Regions from separate parts of the Sus scrofa genome. Here regions 2 and 3 are each linked to region 1. A link is a contact called in public Hi-C and HiChIP or PLAC-seq data. All regions are on one chromosome and are shown on one strand. Each heading gives the region's core, a stretch centred on a gene start, on an enhancer-like site or on the middle of the called end of the contact. The rest is flanking DNA. Distances are from core to core; before and after follow the strand shown. Region 1 holds the start of OSBP (oxysterol-binding protein 1). Region 2 overlaps OSBP (oxysterol-binding protein 1). Region 3 holds the start of PATL1 (protein PAT1 homolog 1).

What was found. A called contact is a pair of places that touch in the nucleus more often than the background predicts. HiChIP or PLAC-seq counts read pairs in DNA pulled down with a chosen protein or histone mark.
Region 2: a contact with region 1 is called in a Hi-C map of skeletal muscle, with 3 times the contacts expected there. The contact joins the enhancer-like site here to the promoter of OSBP in region 1. A contact is called at or near these places in 2 of 5 promoter capture datasets (fetal liver and liver), 18 of 47 Hi-C or Micro-C datasets (alveolar macrophages, blood, embryonic fibroblasts and 11 more) and 1 of 2 datasets of contacts at active chromatin or transcription factors (skeletal muscle).
Region 3: an H3K27ac HiChIP or PLAC-seq map of skeletal muscle shows a contact between it and region 1. The contact joins the promoter of PATL1 here to the promoter of OSBP in region 1. A contact is called at or near these places in 11 of 47 Hi-C or Micro-C datasets (alveolar macrophages, differentiating spermatogonia, epiblast stem cells and 5 more) and 2 of 2 datasets of contacts at active chromatin or transcription factors (alveolar macrophages and skeletal muscle).

Annotation. Positions count from the first base shown.
Region 1 is chr2:11,873,541-11,878,407 of Sscrofa11.1, forward strand. It overlaps OSBP (oxysterol-binding protein 1), which reads left to right and starts at 2,754. Exons shown (of 14, transcript XM_021082995.1): 1 at 2,754-3,350. The coding sequence starts at 2,983.
Region 2 is chr2:11,909,648-11,914,405 of Sscrofa11.1, forward strand. OSBP (oxysterol-binding protein 1) reads left to right here. Exons shown (of 14, transcript XM_021082995.1): 14 at 1-2,013. Among named protein-coding and RNA genes, the nearest start is that of TRNAF-GAA, 5.6 kb to the right of the region's middle. Within about 2 kb of position 3,059, at least 15 of the 83 cell types and tissues checked have an H3K27ac peak or open chromatin away from gene starts, as enhancers often do. A contact at or near this core is called in embryonic fibroblasts, liver, mesenteric adipose tissue and 2 more, where this site is marked.
Region 3 is chr2:11,823,640-11,828,409 of Sscrofa11.1, forward strand. PATL1 (protein PAT1 homolog 1) reads left to right here and starts at 3,177. Exons shown (of 19, transcript XM_021082992.1): 1 at 3,177-4,376. The coding sequence starts at 4,362.

The sequences.
Region 1 (4,867 bases), core at 1,504-4,003:
TTGATTCTTTTGCAGGTAGCTGTCCAGTTTCCCCATTATCACTTATTGAAGAGACTGACATTTCTCCAGATTCTAAAGATGCTCTCATTCTTATCCATCATCCCAATATTACATTGAACAAAGGTAATAACGGTCTAATATCACCTAATCCAGTTCATTTTCAAATTTTCCGTTACCCCTCAAATGTCTGAAAAGCTGAAGTGTATTTTTTTTTTTTTCAGAACCAGAATCCAATCAAGCATTTGTGGAGGGTTTTTGTTTATTTTGCTTTCTTAGGGCCACACTTGTGGCCTATGGAAGTTTCCAGGCTAGGGGTCGAATGGGCCTGCAACTGCCAGCCTATGCCACAGCCACGACCAAAGCAGCAGCTGCAGCAATGCTGGATCCCTAATCCACTGTGCTGGGCTGGGGATCAAACCTTTGTCCCACCGCTCCTAAGACACCACTGATCCTGTTGCACCACAGCAGGAACTCCTTGGGGTTTTTTTTAAGGCACAAGAAAATTTTTAGAACAATCACCGCCTGACTCTTTGTTATGACGTCACTTTTCCTTAACATTTATGACTTCTATATAAGCAGTTGTCTCACATTCTTGATTTAACTGATTGTCTCCCTGGGAGTGTTGTTTAACTGGTTCCTCTAGCTCCTATAAACTGGAGGGTAGATCTAAGGGCTTGATTGGATTCAGGTCCAACATTTTTGGCAAGAAAACTCCATTAGGCGAAGCTGTATTCTTCATGCTGCAGCACACCAGGAACCTTATAAAAATGTTGACTGTCCCAGGGTTAATGATGTTAAGCTGGATAACTGGGTTAAGGTGGGGACAGCCAGATTTCCCCCATTGTAAAAGTATGTGTTTCTGTTTTGCGGTTGGCAAGTAAACCCAGGGATGTGTTTGGCAATACAACTTCCATTTTTGCAGCAGCTGAGTTTATCGAACACGTTCATATGCATTTAATCATAACAGTATCCCTGTAAAGTTTTATTCCTATTTAAAAGAAGTGAAAACTGAGGCTTGGGGTGCCTAAATGACTTTCCCGAAGTCAGAGAGCCGATAAGTAGCAAAGGCAGGACTCAAGCATAAAAGAATTCATCTTAGCTCAGTTAAAACAATTAACCCAAGTAGCCTACATCTAACTGCAGATTTTCTTTTTTTTTTTGTCTTTTTGCCATTTCTGGGGCCGCTCCCGCGGCATATGGAGGTTCCCAGGCTAGGGTTCCAATCGGAGCTGTAGCCACCAGCCTACACCAGAGCCGCAGCAACGGAGGATCCGAGCCACGTCTGCAACCTACACCACAGGTCACGGCAACGCCGGATCGTTAACCCACTGAGCAAGGCCAGGGATCGAACCCTCAACCTCATGGTTCCTAGTCGGATTCGTTAACCACGCGCCACGGTGGGAACTCCTTTTCAAAGTGTATTCTCTTTCCAGAATTCAATGGATATTTCTCTTCTTTAAAAGCTTTCTAACAGGATATTTTTCTTTATTTCCTTGATACCGTGAAGCACACTGCAGGGAAAAAAGCAATTTTACAATGTCTAACAGCTATTTCTGTTGCCCAGTGAAATCAGAAAAATGTAGCAAGTTCCAGGTTCCCCAGAGCTCCTTTTGCAACAATAGTTCACAACATCTAAATGCTAAATGAGATACTAAATTTGTGACGTTCACAAATGTGTGAACAATTTATCTGAAATAACTACTTTCCGTGCAAGGTTAAGTATACACACGTGAGCATATGATGCTACAGCCAAGGGCCCTTTGGACTGGAAGACATGGGTCGCAAGTAGATATAAAGTCAGGTCCTCGCGAGTCTATTTTCTCCTCACAGCTGGGTCAGCAACTCGTGGGACAGAATTAGGAGTCTAGAAGCAAGAGATAAGAGGTGTGGTGGACGATGAGCAAACCAGGGAACATTATTAGAATGGTGGATTCAGGAGGAAAGTGGGAAGCTATCTCTGGGCTCCCCATTAATTCTGGTCTCCAGCTGGGAGCCAGCTGCTAGAAGGCGGCCCTGGAAAGGAGAGACTCGGGCAGGGGCTGTCTACTAAGAATCACTCCTCCTAACAAGAAACAATAGAAATCTTAACTCAGAAAGAGGGATTCCTACGCTGCGCATACAGCAAAAATATGCTTTCGGGACGCTGACCCGCTTCTGCCTCTTAGAAAGTTCACCAAAGGTGGAAGCAGAAGGGCTCGCCCGGCAAGTGCTTCTCCCAGATTTTATTGGCTGCCCTGGCCTGCCCTCGCTCAGTCCGTCTCTTTCATTGGTCATCATTGCCAAGCTCCTGGTTCACAGACAACCTCCGGAACCAATCATCTCCAATCACTGCCCCGTCCCTCCCCCAACATGTGAGGGACATTCATTCTAACCAGTAAGAAATTAAAGTGAGGCTGTGATGGCTAGACTCCTCCTCCTTCTCCTCAACTCGTTCGGTAAATGGTAGAAAAGGTTGAGCAGCTGATACCAACCACCAATCCGTAAGGGCGGAAGAGAGACAAGGAGAAGGGTGCTGGGAGGGGGTGACGTGGCGGTGACGGGGGCATAAACTAAAATGAGTGGCAGAAGTTCTAGCCAATCGACAATCAAACTGGCTGGGCAGTCTGCATACTTGAGGCCTCCCGGAGCGCTGGAGACTTCGGGAAAGCACCAATGAAATGTACAGAAATCTGATTGGCCTTCACTTGCACCAATCAATGGCGTGCTTGGCGGAAGCGTCCCACCCTCAGTTTTCACTGGGCGGTGTGTAATGACAGGCCCAAGAGAAATGCCAATGTCCTAGGGGTCTTCCGCAAGTGACACTCGGCGGCACCAATCGACTTTTTCCTTCCCGGCGGCCGAGCCCTCCTCCCCGCGGCCGGCCTGGCGGGGCGGGGACGGTGCGCGGCGGCGGCTGATGCGCTAGCCGTGTGGGGCCCTCCGGGCGGCGACGGCGGCTCTCGTAGGCGGTTCCGGTCCTGTATCTCAGGGCGGCGGCGGCTCATGGCGGCGACGGAACTGAGAGGAGTGATGGGCCCGGGCCCGACAGCCATGGCGGCTCCGGGCGGCGGCGGCGCCGGTCCCCCCATGGTGGGAGGAGGCGGCGCGGGCGGCCGCGGAGACTCGGGGCCAGGCTCCGCGGCCGCGCCGAGCACGGTGGCCGCGGTGTCGGCGGGCGGCCCGGGTCCCGGGGCCGGGGGAGTGGCGGCAGCGGGCCCGGCTCCTGCGCCGCCGGCGGGGGGCTCGGGCGGCTCGGGCGCTGGGGGATCAGGCTCGGCTCGCGAGGGCTGGCTCTTCAAATGGACCAATTATATCAAAGGCTACCAGCGGCGGTGGTTCGTGCTGAGCAACGGGCTCCTGAGCTACTACAGGTAACTGCTTCCGGGGCGCCGTCTCCCATCGCAGCCCACAGTCCCCGCGCCGTCACCCTCTCCAGCCCGCGCAGCAGCCAAGGTCGCCCCAGGCCCCTTTTCGTCACCTGCGTGCATTGACAGCCCCTGACACAAGTCCACCCTCACGAAAATGAACGCCCCAGGACTTGCCCCTCCACCTGGGTGACCCACCCTTAGTGCTAGACCTTCCGCTCGGTGCCTGGCCCTTTGAGTTGTTCCGAGAGCCTCTTCTCTTCCATTGTGTTTCCAGCAGCACATCGGTGCAATGATTAATTCTGCAAGGAAGGCGCCGATGTAGGTGCTAAAGGGCACATATATGAGGGCTGATCGCAGGCACCACTCCCAAAGAACTTAAGTGCGAAAGTCTCAAGGCTTAGCTATCTGGGCCCAGTCTCCAAAATTCAAGGTTATTAGCAGCCCTTGATCTACCCGCCTTTTGGTCTCTCCACATTCAGGCTGAAGGACACCACACACAGGGTGGCCTCGGTAGCTGTCCCCTGTCTTTATCTCTTCCAAGATTTGCCTATGCTTTTGCCTTCTAGACAGCCCAGAATGGAGAAGTGCACTCCAGCCTTTCTCATTTTTGCCTGCCCCACCTCCTCCCATGGGAATGATTAAGTGTTCCATCCAGTATTTCTGGGCTCTCTCTGGTTAATCAGGTTTTTTCATTAAAAGAAGAACCCATGTCTTTGGAATGACCCTTCTGTTCAGCAATGCTTGTTTTGGATTATTTAATACATATTTATGGTAACTCACAGTCTTGCCATAACATAACATGCTTTTGGCCACTCATGTTACTATAGAAAGGTTAAGATGCTGGATTTGGAGACAGGACATTAACATTTCCTGAATGCTGGACAGTTTGGATAGGTCTTTTACATATGGTATCCTTTGACTCCCCACAACAATGCGGAAGTTAGGAGATGTTTCCGTCTTACCAGTGAGGAAACTGAGGCTTGACTTGGGCAACTTTCCCAAGTTCTTGAGTCAGGATTTGAAACGAGTTATTTTCACACTGACACAGCCTAACACCCAGGTTAGTGTTACATGAATCAGATACAGAGATAACTACTTACCTTTAGCAAGTTAAGTTTACAGATCATGGTACTATGTGTATTTTATATACAATGTATGGAAGTCTCCCTTAAGAGAGATTTTGCTTTATCGAATAGCATTTCTAAGTGAAATCTTAGCCCATTCTACTTGGGATCCAAAACATTCTTGCTAAGAACTGTTCATTCTGTATTGCTTTTCCTCTGCCAGTGGTCACTTTGTTAACTCATTGAGAGAGTTTGGATGAACAAATCTCTTTTCCGTCAACTCCGTTGTATTGGCTCTTAAAGAATTTTGAGAGGACATTGAAGATGGGAGTTGGAGGTTGTTGAAGTAGAAACACATTCTTCTTATCTCGTCTTTAACACAGCGGAAAAATACCTTACCGCGCCCTCACTGCTTAAGCAGCATTAATTGGGAACATTTAAGTATATCATTTGCAT
Region 2 (4,758 bases), core at 1,809-4,308, 36 kb after region 1:
CAAATCAGTCACCAGAAGCAGACACCATCGGTGGTGATTGGCTGGTTGCCTTAGCTGATTGAAACTGAAATCGACATTCTAGATACTGTGCTCGGGAGGGAGAGGGGTAGCGGCCGAAAGTTAGTGTAATCCCACTTGGGCAGAGGCGAGTGCTCTGGGCTCTTCCTTCTCCCTCTGCCCCCATCTGAGATGACGTCATTCGCCCTCCCCTCAGAGCGTCCTGCTCAGCCAAGATCTGCGGAAGGTGATGATTCAGAGGCATTCTGGTGCTGTTCAGAGCAAAAGCTGATTTTAGACGTTCCCTTTAAAAAGAAACACGTTGAGACGTACCAGCAGAGGCATCGGGAATGCTTGTGATGGAACTTAGGCATAACATTATGAAATGTTCACAAGCGGGGACCCTTAACGGGGTGTCCGTGCAGAGAAAACTGGTATTGGGACGCTTGCCAGAGGGCTGGAACGTTCAGAGTTAAATTCTTGGAAGTTTCGATGATCTTCACTCGCGTAAAACACCCTGCTGCTGTTCTCCATCTTCTTTGACAGCAACCAGGGCCACTGGGGTGGTCGGTGGTAGGAGGGTTGCTTTATCCTCACAAAGGGGTTTTACGGACTCGCTCAGGCAGAGAACTTCTGAGAACACAGGCAGGATGGAAAGAGACTTGCTGGCCACTTCAGCTTTGCTGTCCCTTCTCACCCCCGTCCTTCACTGCCTTTTCCTCTTCTCTCTCCCGGCACAGTACCAATCCAGGTTTGGGCCCCAGTCTGGAGCAAAGCATTACCTGTCCCGTTCTGATACCCTTCAGAATCTGCGAGAAGGAGATGCTTTGGAATAAGTTTTCACCATCTCTCAAGCCCCGTGGACTGGAGCCACCTCTGGAATAATGTGTTAAATATCTGTATATTATATATATGTAGAGAAAAATCTAATTTTTTTTTTTTTTTGGTTTGATTTTCCTTCTTCCCATTAAGAATCTTGTTTTTTTGATACCACTTGTCTCCCTGGGAGACTCTCTTGGACACACTGATGTGGGTTGGAGCCTCCTCTGCTTTCCATCTTTCAGGGTCAGACACTCAAAACCTGAGCAGGACCCCATCCAGCAGTTACTGAGCAGGGACTTTATCCATGGTTGGTATCATGGGGCACCCACCACTGTCCAAGCTCTGCTCTCCTAATTACCTGACTCTTGAAAATGAAATCCTAACCTCTTTCCTACCGTTTTTCCTCCTTTCATTAGGAAGGGTCTGGGTAGAAAGTCCGGAGGGTCATTTCGGGTTTAAGCTGGCCTCTGGCCAAATCACAGCACCAGACAGCTCATTCCCCAAAAGAGCCTTCTTCCCAGGAATCGGGGCTAAAAACACCGGGCACGTGGGGTTGGCAAGAGAACTGCTCCTGTCGGGCCCTGGTTTCCTTCCTTTTTTTCCGTTTGGCATTTGTTTAAGTTGTCTTGTTCAGAAACCTAGCCCCCGTGCCACCCACCCTTGGTTGAGGATCACAAATTGAGGTGCCTTCCTTGTATGCTTTTTGTTAGCGTTTTTTCATTTCTGTTCCTTAACTGCTGAGCCTCAGCTGGTGGGGGTCCGAGGGAGAGTATCATTCCAGAGGAAGCCATCCCGCTCGGGGTGACTGGATTGACACTGGCGAAGTAGTACTTTCATTCCCACCCCCCGCCTCTCCCTTCCTAGCTGTGATGAACTCAAGAGGGGCACCTCCTGGGAGCTTCTTTCAAGGAGGCCTGTGAAGGCGATGACCTAAGGAGGGGGGCTTCAGACGGAGTGGGAACTCCCCAGCTAAGCAACGTCCCCGATGTACTCCCCCACCCCTCCACCATCTATCTGCACTACATTTCCAGCCTGACCCCCCAGTCAGATTCCTGCTAATGGAAGAAGCTTCGAGTCCTTCAGGTGAAATAAAGTCATGTGAAAACAAAACAAAACGATATATATTTTCGGTTTTTTTGCCTTATTGTTTTTTTTCCAAGAAAACTACTAAATTAAATAATTTTTAAAAAGTCATATTGTTTGTCTGATTCACTTCCACGTCTACCAGGTAGGAGGCGGGAGGAGGTGGAGAGCTGGACCCACAGTGATTTGTTCTTGGGAGTCCAGGAACTTGATCTCCATGGGAAACTGAGAGAAAAACTGGGCAAGGGTTTACAGATGTTTTGACTGCTCAACAGCATTCTGGAGGTCCCATGACCAGAAGAGTGGTTTTAACAGCCCCTGATGCTTCAGGATAATGTCATCATCTGTGTCCCACATTGGCATTGGGGGATAGTTTACAGAGTTTTTGATACTGGGCCTGCGTCACCCCCAAGATAAAAGTCTTGCAAGTTCTCATTGCGGCTCAGTGTAACAAGTCCGAATAGTATCCATAAGGACTCCGGTTCCATCCTTGCCCTCACTCAGTGGGTTAAGGATCCAGCATTGCTGTAAGCTGTGGTGTAGGTCACAGACAAAGCTCAGATCCTATGTTGCTGTAGCCATGGTGCAGGTTGACAGCCGTAACTCTGATTCGACCCTTCTCTAGCCTGGGAACTTCCATATGCTGAAAGTGGGGCCCTAAAATAAAAAAATAAAAAAAAAAATCTTGCCCATTTAATTCTCAGGCTCTTAGCTCTCCCATGTGGTAACTCAGATTCTGTATTTTGAAACATAAGCAATTGAGTGTTGATTCGCAGACCTTGGACAGAAGTAAGAACAGTGAAGATGCTTGTTTAGGTTTTCTCTGTAATGTTCAGGGAGGGGACAGGTGGGCAAAGGGACTGGAGGGGACTGGAGAGGCCTTAGATGAGGGCCAGTGCCAATACCTGCCCTGAGGGGGGCCCCCACGTCCGCTGCACATCTGCTTCTGTGTCCAGAATGCTGAGAACTGAGTCTGAACATTTCCTGGCTTCCTCTTAAACAATTTTAAGAGGTAAATGTTAAAATTGTCTTGTCGAATATAAAGAAAGTTGCTCAAAAAATACCCCAACTTGGATTAATTCACTCCTGGTCACATGGCTGATTGGTTAGTCACAGCACTGGAATTCAAAGCTGGGTTTGTTTAACCCTGGAGTTTGTGACCTTTCCAACCTTGTGTGCTGTGAGATACTGGGTTGGAACGCAGCTGATAGTCATTTCCTCCTGGATTATACATCACGCAGAAATGCATATTTCTGTTTCTAAAAGCTTATTAATGTGGATAATATCATTTTGGGAGTCCCACCTCAAGGAAGGAACATGCTCCCACAAAATTAGCTTTATCACCAGGGATGGTTTTTTCTAACCTGCTTCTTGGGATAACCACTTATCTGCTCAAGTCATCTTCCCAGTTCCCATCAGTGGGCTTGGTGTGAAGTATCAACGACTTTGTTTTCCCTCTTTTTTTTTTTGGTCTTTTTGCTATTTCTTGGGCCGCTCCCGCGGCATATGGAGGTTCCCAGGCTAGAGGTCCAATTGGAGCTGTAGCCACCGGCCTACGCCAGAGCCACAGCAACGCGGGATCCGAGCTGCGTCTGCAACCTACACCACAGCTCACGGCAACGCCAGATCGTTAACCCACTGAGCAAGGCCAGGGACCGAACCCGCAACCTCATGGTTCCTAGTCGGATTCGTTAACCACTGCGCCACTACGGGAACTCCCCTCTTTTTTTTTTTTTTTTTCTGGCAAGCTAAAAACCACTGCAGTAGACCCTTGACAGTTGTGGGAGCTGCATCCCTCAACCTTGAATACCATGTGGAATGTAGTTCCCTCCAACAGGGGCTGTCAAATGTGCCTGAAAAATTGTAATAATTCCTCCTTTATTCCTTTAATGGGTGACTGTGACATGATGGGTCTAAAATCCTGAGGTGTCTACATGTGATTCAAAATTATATACTATTACACGTGCCAAAAATCTCCGAAGACCTACACAAATGTTAAACCTATAAATTTCAAGGGTTTGCTCTACTTTCAGCAAGATAATTGAGGAATACATTAGGGATACAAATGGGGGAAAAAAAATGCTCAGAGGGGTTCCCTGGTAGCCTCATGGTTAAGGATTCAGCATTGTCACTGCTGTGGCTCAGGTTTGATCCCTGGCTTGGGAACTTCTGCATGCCAAGGGATCAGCCGAAAAAGAAAGAAAAAAAAGAAAGGAAGGAAGAAAGAAAGAAATTAAGAGCTCAGATAAACAGGCAATTATGACAAGCTAGTTTGATAAATGGTGTGAAAACAATGTAGCAAGGTAACAAGATTATAGGGAGTGGGAGAGAAGGGACAAAGACATATCAGACAAAGCTTCTAGAACTAGGAGAATGTATCTGAATCAAGAGTTGCAGGTTTAATAGGGGTTAGGGGAAGAGCAATGTATAAAAATGCTGCATGACTGCTCACAATACCCAAGACATGGAAAAAACCTTAATGTCCATTGGCAGAGGAGTGGACAAAGAAGATGCGGTATACACACACACACACTCACTCACACACTGGAACACTACTCAGCCATAAAAAAGAATGACATAATGCCATTTGCAGCAACATGGATAAACCTAGAGATTATCATACCAAGTGAAATCAGAAAGAGAAAGACAAATATCATATACTATCACTTACATGTGGAATCTAAAATATGACACAAATGAACTTATCTAGGAATAGAAACAGACTCACAGACCTAGAAAACAGACTTGTGGTTGCCAAGGGGGAGGGGAGGTCAGGGAGGGCTGGACTGGGAATTTGAGGTTAGCAGATGCAAACTATCACACATAAAATGGATAAACAACAAGGTCTGCTTATAC
Region 3 (4,770 bases), core at 1,927-4,426, 49 kb before region 1:
ATGAGCACTTGTCGCATATTTATCGCATTCATGAGAGAATGAGCAGCAGGGTAGGTGGTTCAAAAGAGAATACAAGAAACTGAACTATAACCAACAGGAAAAAAAGAATGCTGGAATAAAACTCAAATGTTATATATAATGCCAGTTACTAGCCAGCACGGCAATAAAACTGTCCCCTTTGGGATTACCCTTACTATCAAAATGAAATCATCTCAACTGGAAATAATTTGTAATTCAGCAATCTTCTACCAAGTAATATCTAACTTTGTTGAGTCTAGTAACTCACTACTGGTAAATACTAAGTCAAATAAAGTCACCTCTTCTAGAACTTCAAATGATTCTCAAGTAGGCTTGTTAGACAGTGCTCTTATTACATCACAGAAAGGGCACACAAAACCCTTTTTCCTGATTTCCAAGTTTTGTATAATTTTTCTACACAGACTTCTGGTTACCTATTAATGAGTAACAAACTACTCCAAAATTTTGTGGTTTAAAACCACAGTCATTTTATTTTAACACCACAGCTTTATGGATGAGGTTTTTGGGAAAGGCTCAGTTGAGAGAGTATTTGCTCCATGTGGTGCTGAATGGGGTGACTCGATGATATTCAGCTGGCAGCTGAACTGGTCTGGAGAGCCCAAGACAGCTTCATCCACATGTCTTGTGTGGCTGGTAAACTGGATCCAGCTGGACCCGTCTCCCTCTCCATGTAGTGCCAAGGCCTTTTCATGTGACCGCTTCAGCAAGACAAGTGGGCATCTAACATGGACTTACATTGTCAGTCTTCTTAAAGACTAGACACAGCTGACATTGCATCGCCTCCCCAGCACTCCACGGGTCTATCACAGTCCAGGCCAGATTCAAGGAATGGTGGAAACAGAAAACACCTCTTCAGAGAGGACAAAGACTCTGTGGCCTTGTTTACAAGTTTTGCATTATATTTTAATTTCTATTATATTGCTAAGCCTTTTGTCCTAAAATCTGCTGCACCAAGGGTTCCTCCCTGTAACTTTCTAGGACATTTGTTACAACCTTGTAGACTACATGAGAAATGACCCTCTGGGCAGCCCACCACTCTTTTCCCCACCTCTTTATAACCTTTGCAAGCACCCGAGGACAATGTTTAAAAGCAACCATTCTCAAAGCCTAGTCCTAGAACCAACAGCATCAGCATCACCTGGGAACTTCATATAAATGCAATTTTTAGGTCCCATTGCAGACCTGCTGAATCAGAAAATCTGGGGAGTGGGGTGGCCCAGGAGTCTGGTTTTTGTTTTTCTTTCTTGTTTATGGCAGCACCTGTGGCATATGGATGTTCTCAGGCTAGGGGTCGGATCAGAGCTGCAGCTACATGCCCACACCACAGCCATGGCCACCAGATAAGAGACTCGTCTTTGATCCATGCTGCAGCTTGCAGCAATGCCACAGCCTAACCCAGAGTGAAACTAAGGATCAAACCCACACCCTCACAGAGACAGCATTAGGTCCTTAACAAAGAGCCCCAAGGGGAACTCCCAGGAGTCTATTTTAACAAGCCCTCCTGGTGAAGCTGTTGTATAACACTTGTTGTACATTACTTGATGAAAATTAATACATCATCTGAAACTAGGCTCACAAAAAGTACATTTTGTTCCTTTACCATGATCTAAGAAATAGGATGTATAGAATCTGTAAATACCGCAGTGGATTTTTTTTACAACCTTTGGAAAAAGGATGGCAAGGCCAGAGAAAGCATGATAGCGATGCTAATTGATGTCGCCTCTCAACTGTCAATCGCCTTTTCCACCTAGCTGGTGTGCAGGAGAGACTTTTCTTCCACTCACTCAAGAGACACTCTCCAAAGGCCTCATATCTTATTTCGAAAGAATTACTTGTGAAAAGAATTTTTACCCTCTCCATCTTAATAATGGGCCTACACAGCTCAAGAAAATACATTTGCCTAAAGTGGCCCTCATTCATCTCCCTCAAAGACAGCTGTTGCATGAGAAAAACATAATTTTATCGACCATCTCTATCTTGTTTTCTGTTTCTTTCATTTCTGCTCTTTACTATTTCCTTATTTATCCTTTCTTTGACATCATCCTATAGTTCATTTACATTCAGGCTTTCCTATTCTCTCATAGAAACTGCTTTAGCTGTATCTCAAGTCTTTATACGTTAATAAGTTTATCTACTTTCCACTATGTTTTCTCAAGCAGTCCATTAATTAGAAGTGTGGAGTTTTTTAAAATGTTCTGATGTCTGGAGTTCTCATTGTGGCACAGTAGGTTAAGTATCCAGTGTTGTATTTGAGGTGGCTCCAATCGCTGCTGAGGCACAATTTCCATTCCCTGCCTGGTGCAGATCCAGTTAAAGATCTGGTGTTGCCACAGCTGTGGCAAAGGTCACACCTGTGGCTTGGATTTGATCCCTGGCCCGGGAACTTCATTTGCCACCAGTGCAGCCAAAAAAAAAAAAAAAAAAAAAAAAAAATTCTGACATAATGATCAGAAAACTTGATCTGCAACATCTAGAATCAGCAAACTCTTTCCGTAAAGGGCCAGAGTAATTATTTCAGGCTTTGCTAGCCAAATAGCCTCCATTGAAAGTATTCAATTATGCCTTTGTTGCCCCAAAGCAACTAAAGACAATATGTAAATAAATGAAGATGGCCGTCTTCCCACAAAACTTTACTTTGAAAAAAAAAGGCAGCTAAGCAGATTTGGCTGTGGGTCACACTTTCCCAACCTTTGGTCTATATGGCACCAATTCTCACTGTTAAGAAGTGCCCCTACCTAATACATGAACTTTTGTAGTGTTCTATGCGTGCTTAAAAGTTATCATCTTATCCCCAGCCTGCTCCACTTTAACATTTAGGTCTGTCCCATGTAAATATCCTCTTTTGTTAAACTGTCACAATGATTAAGAGACTGGGTTTCTGGAATGAGAGACCTGGTTGCCGCTTGCCATTGAGTGGTTTAGGATAAACTGCTTAACATCTCTAATCCTCAAATTCCTCATCTATGGAGAAAATAATACCACCTACCTCACCGGATTGGCATAAGGCAGACTTCAACCATCAGTAGAAGTACTACTGGAATCATCATGCCATTGAACCACTACTTTGTGAGGCAGGTATCATTAATCCCGTTTTCCAAAGAAATTAAGGCTCAGACACGTTTAGGTAACTTGCCCCAAATCTGACGGCCCAGTGGCAAAGCACTGATTCCCACCCAGAACTTCTATTTCCAAATCCAAGTTTCCACTACTCAGGCTCTGATTAATCCGGTCATACCACCACGTAAGGAATTTACTCTATGCCACTCCCAGGCGAGGCTGCACTTTAAGACACCGGAGAAAGGAGTTGCGAAACTGCACAAGAATTCGTGGTGCAAGGACTAAATTTCGTAGCCAAGTTTAGTCTTCAAGGGGAAAGAGTGAGTTCGGCTAGCGGAGATAACAGTTCTCCAAAGAGACTTCTGAAAACAGGCTGCCAAGGCACCTGGACAAATGCTTTTCTGGTCCTGATCCTCTAAGGAGGTGGTGTCACCCTACGGCGCACTCAGCCTCGATGACCTTGCTGCCCACGGCTGTGCTGCCTTTTTTGGCTCCCTCACTCCACACGCTTGATGTGCCTGAGCCCTAAAAATACCTCCCTGGTTGAACCTCCCTAATAAGCCTTCGGTTTAAAGAAAAGAGGAAAAAAAAGCCTTCATCTCTGAGACACATAAATCACAGCCCTGACCTGCTGTTGACTCAGCGGGTGACGTGCCGCTGAAAGTGGCGACGAACTCAGCCCCTTTCGATGACCTGAACTTTAACTTTTTTCCCCTCCACTCGGTGCCTATCGTATGTCGTGAAGACCGCCAAGCAACCCGAAGACGGTGTTGGACGCTGGAAAAAGTGCCCAGGAATGTCCATTTCTCCCAGCCTAAGCTAAGCCTGGGACTCTCCAAAGCCATATCCTGTGACAATCACAAGGCTTTTCTCCGCCCCGTCGGTGACGGAAAACTCGTGACTCGAACCTCAGCGTCGGGCGGGCGCAGAGAAGCCGGGGGCGGAGCTACAGGTTCGGATCGCGAGGAAGCCCCCGACGGGTGGCGCGTGCGCAGTCTCTCGCCACGGGACCTCCTTCCCGCCGCCGAGACTAGGAAGCGGGACGCCAAATCTGTCCCCGCGCAGCCGCCGCCGCCGGGCGCGGAGCGGGGCGGCCGCCCTCCCCGAGGCGCGCCTGCGCACGTTCCCACGCACGCTCCGGCGTACGGCGGCGGCCAGGGGTCGCGAGCCGGTGGAGGACCCGCGCGCGGAGGAGCCCGGAGAGTCAGCGCTTCTTCCCTCCCTCCCCCATTCCCCTCCCCGCTCCCTCCCCCCCCTCCCCAAGAATGTTCCGCTACGAGGTGAGCTGTTGCGACCGGAAGTGACCCCTCCCTCCCGCCGGCACGCGCCCCCCTCTCTGTTTCTCTCACGCTCAGCGCGTCGGTCCGCGCCCCTCGGGGGGAAAAGGGGGGGCGGAGGGGCCGGCAGGACCGAGCAGAGTGTGTGGGCTCTGGGGTCGCGGGTTTAGTCCAAGGGCTGTGAGCTGGCTTCGTGGGGGCGGGACTGTCCTATCAGTTGCTACTGAGGAGAGTTGACCTCTGTTTGGGGGTGGGGAGGGCCCGTTAAGTGCGGTAACCAACCACCCCCCACCCCACCGTACCCCCGGTGGGGCTCGGCATTGAGAGCCTTGCACCCACCCGGTGGCACTTAAGGCTTAAGGAAGAGCCACAGGGTAAAGCCCAGGGACGCATTTCC